Linked DNA regions of Anas platyrhynchos: region 2 is linked to region 1. Evidence: chromatin contacts called from public Hi-C data. All regions are on one chromosome and are shown on one strand. The core of a region is the stretch at or near the end of the contact, and the rest is flanking DNA. Distances in the headings are between cores, read along the strand shown. Region 1 overlaps SMURF2 (SMAD specific E3 ubiquitin protein ligase 2). Region 2 has its middle 10 kb from the start of KPNA2.

Region 1 (2,700 bases), core at 164-2,663:
TCATATAGTAGGAAGAAAACGTACTTTAATCTTTTTTTCTGTTTCGGAATTACAGAAGATGATGTCTTATGATCTTTAATTTTCTTTCCCTGCTTCCTCCCCTTTGCTCCCCCCATATCTTGAAGTCTTAAGTATTTTATGCTAGGATGAATTTTGTTCTGATGGTACTTCAGCCTGTATTTCAAAAGCAGCAAAATGTTGTATGATTTATACTTTTTTCTTTGTTCTATAGATCAGAGATTGGATCTGTGCAAACTTGGGCCAAATGATAATGATACTGTTAGAGGACAGATAGTAGGTAAGTAGGTAAAAGTAGGCTTTTAATCTTTTAGTTCACTTAGAGCTTAAAAGTAGCTGTGGAAATACACTACCTAGAAATCAATTTTTTTAAATTCAGTGTCTAGTGCCAAAACCATTGACCTCAAGACAAAAGTGTGTGTATGTATAAAATTATAACTGTTGGGATAGTTAAGACCATACACATATAATACAAAATGTATTTAGAAAGTGTTGAATTTCACTCTAAACAATGGTGGCAGTTCAAGCCTGAACCCCCTGTGGAAATACTGAGTACAAATGTCGTGGCCATTGAGAGTTCCAGTAAAGCTGTGGTTCCTGTAGGTTTTGTGCAAGGATAGAACATCTTGCTGTAACAGGAGAGTATTTTTAAAATGGTCAGTTCATTTAGGGTTATTAAGAGGCCTGTCACCGGTCTTGGTAACTGTGCTTTGTTGTTGTGCTACTTCATAAACGTTAAATAATTATGTTTTAAAAAACAAACAAACAAAAAACTTCTTCAAGCTGGCAAATTGAAAAATAAGCATCCCACAAATAACTTCATAAACCTCCTTTTGGTGCATTGTTGGTTGTTTCAGAGGACAGTGTTTCAAACAGGTAATGTAAGATGTCAAAAAGATGTGGATCGGGATAAGAAGTCTATATTTAAGGCAAGGTGTTAGAGTCTTTGGAGACGGGAGTTAAAAAAGTGAGTTTGTATGTTCAGTATTTAGGTCAATTCTTATTTCAAATAGTATCCAGGCATCATCCTTATTTAGTCAAACAGAGAAAGCTATTGAAAAAACAATTGGCAAATAGGGGCTTCATTTTGTATATCTTTGTTTTCCTCAAAGTCCTGTTGGTTAATATCTAAGACTTTCTCTCTTCATGTTGCTTTCATCATCTGTCTAGCATCCGATCTGCAAGTGTTTGCACAGTGTTCACATAAGAGTAAGGTGGCAGAATAGGATCAAATGATGATAGAAATGTGGAACTGTAAGTGCACTGCTGACGCTTCCAGACCATTCTTGAACATTAAATTTTCCATTTGAGCTTGCACAGAGGAATAAAGAATAAAACAGTCATCCTTCTAGGGTGTGTTGTGTTGTCAGTTTGGCTTTTGGCGTGCTCCAGTATGCTGGTCCTTGGATCACCCATGCTGTGTATATCCTTTTTTTTTTTTTGCGCGTGTGTGTTTTGTTTTTTTTTTTTTGCTTCTGTTGGGTTATTGTTAGGTTTTTGTTGTTGTTGTTTGCTTGTTTTATTTTGTGGAGTGCTTTTTAAAAACAGACTGAGCACAGCTGAGGAGGGAGCTTGTCCAGGGCCTGTTCCAAACAGCAGAGATGCCCTCTGCCCACAGCAGTCCTTCAGACATGATACTAGCAGGGATTGTACCCTCACACCGTGATGTGCTCTCATGCTGCCCTCCAGAGTATGCAACGTGCATCCTTGTTGTCACAAGCTGAGAATGATAAGTCTTAATTTGGGCACTTCAAACAAGAGAGAACAAAACAAGCTAACAAACAAACAGTTCTCAAGGCTTTTGGGATGCCATATGGGAAACCTGGGTCAAATACTATGCAGTGTGGGCATGGCCAATACACTTCAGATGTGTCAGAGATAACTCACTGTCAGTGATGTGGCCAGAAACCAGCCTGACCAGCTGGCCTAACCTGATGTGGTCATGAGAAGTGGTATAGCCAAAGCAGCATTTGTTCATTTGGCATGCTTCTTAGGCTGCGTCCCTAGTTAGCAGGAGCTGCTGGGTCATGCATTAAACCTAGGAAAAACACAGCTTGTCAGGTTACAGCAGAGACAGTTAGAACACATCTGTATGTTCTACTTTATGCTGTTACTGTCTGAAAGGTTTCCTCAGTCATGGCTGTGTTTGAATTTGATGCATGTGTGATAGGACTGCAGAGTCTCCTGTCCCTTCTGTTGAAATTGTCATTGTTAATCTCCTTACATTTTAATATTTCTTCACTAATGCAATTTTGTTGAATGAGTCAATGAGCCTGAGTAGAACTAGGTAATTCTACTGCAGTTACATGGTGAGAAAATGCTGTTTAAAAATAAGTAACAAAATAGAATAAGAGATAAATGTACTTACTCTCAGTACTTTTAATGATAAACCCACTTAAATGAAGAAGCTATGGGAGATTGAAAAACAAGATTCAAATGTGATACCTTCAGAGGATAATAATGTTTCAAATCAAGTGCACAGTGGTCATGACTTCATAATCTGGGTCAGGGAGCACGGGGATCTCTATCTTAAAGTCCTAAGGTTATCTTCAAAGGGGGGAAAGAAAAGGGGACTCTTGTGAGTAGTAGATGCAAAGGGCACCTGAACTGTGTCTTAATCTTGCAGCTGTCTTCTGTGCCACCATTTTATTTCTGATGTGGCGGCGCAGAAAAAATGAATCC
Region 2 (2,700 bases), core at 169-2,668, 53 kb before region 1:
TTAAACATGCTTATGGCCTGATCCTCCTCCTGCCCATCTTCTGCACTAATGAAAGACTACACAAGAAGCTGTAGGGAGGGCAGTAGTGAAGCAGCATAATGCTGGACTGAAGGCAGAATGCATGTCTGGCATCGTAGATGCTGCAACACTCTTAGGCTGTTGTTCCACTGTTACCATAGTGGTGGTACCCATGAAAAGTGGAAGGAACCATTGATCTTGCAGTGCTGAAGCCTTTAATGTTTTGGGGAAACACAACAAAAGACAACGAGCGGAAAGGGCTCTTATTACCTTGTAAAGCCTTGTTGTGTCCTTTGCTTTGTTGTTAAACCTCCAACTTCAACATGAAAATGTAAGCTACAAAATAGTCCGTAAAGAGTTGAAGAAATTAATCTATAGAAAAACAGTTATGCAAAGTCAGCATAAAGCCATTGATACCACATAATTATGCTTGTGGATTGTGAAATGTAATTCGGGATTCTGTAGTAATACTGAGATCCAATTCTGTAAAATAATGCATCTTCCGCTAGAGGGTGCTACAGACAGCATTGCAGTTTCTTCTTTGCTTCTAAGAGGTTGTTGTGAAGTTTCATCCAGCGTGGGGCGCTCAGGTATGACACACCTGATTTTTCTCTTAAGAAAATACTGAGATAAAATCCCTCAGGCAACCTCTTGTAGTTACAGGAAACGACCATGTGCTAATTCCTGAGTATTTAACCAGACTAAATATTTAATGTAAGGCATAATCTTTTAAAAGTGTTGTATCAGGTACTGTTACTTTAAAACATACAGCTTACTTTAATTGCTTTTTAGCATATATGAAGTCAAATTGACTTCTCTTTATGTAGAAAAGGAGATGAGAATTCAGAATGCTCGTTGAATAGCGTTATCTCTACTTTTCTTTCCTGATATACTGGTTTCAGAATTATTTAATATACTAAGTTAATAATAGAACACTGCAAATTCTTCTCTAGATGCCTGTCAGCTCAGTGGCTTAATAATTAACTTTCTGGGGATCAAGACTTCGTTTTTATCCAAGAAAAGTGTATTCAGCCTATCCACCAATAAGTCCTGCTCTTGGCAGTATGTGTTTCCACAAGCAACAAACTACAGTGATTATGAGTAAGTGACTGGGGTGAGTCACTCCCTTATTCTAAGAAAATGCAAACTATTTCTGAGGTTAGGCTCCTAGTCACCCATTAGGCTGCGTTTCTTGCTTTAAAAAATGGTAGGAGCAAAAGGCAAGAGGTACTTATTTGTATGTGTATGTTATCTAGCCAGATTTAAGAGCCAGCATTATTTATTTGGTAAATGCCTAATTCAGGGTAAGGGCTGGAATAAATGCCTGGTGGCCTGTGTGCCAGTCTGCTGACTGCTGTGCTGAGAGCAACAGTAACAGACCCCTGCTGACATCAACTGGCCTTGAATGGAGTTGTTGCTAGCGCTATTTTATCTGTGGACTGGTGGCAGGATTTCAGTCCAAGATCCCAGAAAACATGGCCACTCCTGAAATTCTGATGCTAGGAAATTCTGCTTGTGGGATTGCTTCCACTTGCTGATTTCTAAGATGTGAGGCTCTGAAGGAAGAGCAGAGGCTTTGCGGTCCTGATTTTCAGTAGGGTGTCCATTCACATTCCAATAAAGGAAGAAGGGTTTAAAGCATGGAAAAGCCAGAAGTGTTTTAATTAGCTGAAATCTGTTCTTCTTTTCCTGTGATTTAAACTAAAATATTCTCAAGTGAAGCTGCTTCTTGCTGCTCCATACAAAATAATTTACATTGCACAGAAATACGTGATAGTATATCAGCAAGAAGGAACAGCTTTAGGTTTCTGGGTAAAGGAATTCACTAACCAACAATATTTCACAGGTCTCTTCTGTTTTGCAGCAGAGCAAACTGTGATACAAGAAAGTTATCCACAGACATCCAGAAAGTAGCAAGTAGAATTAACCTGGAGCCTGGGAATCCTCATGTCCATTCCTCTAGTCAACCCATGGGACCTCTGGTTATAATTACCCTTTTGCTGAATATAGCTTTATCCCAGGAGTATTGAATCTCTTCTGTGATAAGGTAATGAAATAATATTTGAGAATAGGAATAAATCTTGGGAATGTATACAATTTGTGAAAAAAGTACTGTTATTCAAAACAGAAGTAATTAATGAAGTTTAATTGTGACTGGTCATATATGGCCTAGAAAGGAAAACATTGACACTCTCACTTAAAACCTAATAGGAAACTCTTTAAGTCTTTTAAGTGTTAACTCTTTGGCCTGAGCAAAAAAAAATTAAGCTCAACTCACCTTCAGAGGAAATAATGTTAGATATATAATGTTAGGAAACGTGTTAGAGAACTGTAAGAGGGAATTTAGGTGAGCCATCCTGAGGCTGGGAAGGGTGTACCTAACCCTCTTGCAGACTTCAGAAGAACATTCAACCTGCAAGTGTGTAACGGTGTTCACTGTGTTTGGAAAACACTTCCTTCTAACTGATCCATAACATGGCACTGATACAAGTCAGGCAGGAGCTCTACATATAGATGGCTAAGAAAGAACTGATGTGCCTTCAGTTTCACAGCACTTCATGTGGAATAAGGGTCACTGGATTCCAGTCCTGTTTCTGACTTCAGAGCACTGTCTGTCTCAGACTGGCTCCAGGAAATGGACACTCTTCCGCTGAAGCCAGAATATTTCGTGGAAGAGCCATG

The links. Hi-C and Micro-C count contacts between places; a contact is called where the count stands out from the background.
Region 2: a Hi-C map of subcutaneous adipose tissue shows a contact between it and region 1, with 4 times the contacts expected there. The contact joins two enhancer-like sites. A contact is called at or near these places in 5 of 8 Hi-C or Micro-C datasets (F1 follicle, F5 follicle, skeletal muscle and 1 more).

What each region holds. Positions count from the first base shown.
Region 1 is chr19:6,731,429-6,734,128 of IASCAAS_PekinDuck_T2T, reverse strand. SMURF2 (SMAD specific E3 ubiquitin protein ligase 2) reads left to right here. Exons shown (of 19, transcript XM_027471662.3): 5 at 233-298. Among named protein-coding and RNA genes, the nearest start is that of SMURF2, 41 kb to the left of the region's middle. Within about 2 kb of position 1,413, at least 5 of the 8 cell types and tissues checked have an H3K27ac peak or open chromatin away from gene starts, as enhancers often do. A contact at or near this core is called in subcutaneous adipose tissue, where this site is marked.
Region 2 is chr19:6,784,364-6,787,063 of IASCAAS_PekinDuck_T2T, reverse strand. No RefSeq gene overlaps it. Among named protein-coding and RNA genes, the nearest start is that of KPNA2, 10 kb to the left of the region's middle. Within about 2 kb of position 1,418, at least 4 of the 8 cell types and tissues checked have an H3K27ac peak or open chromatin away from gene starts, as enhancers often do. A contact at or near this core is called in subcutaneous adipose tissue, where this site is marked.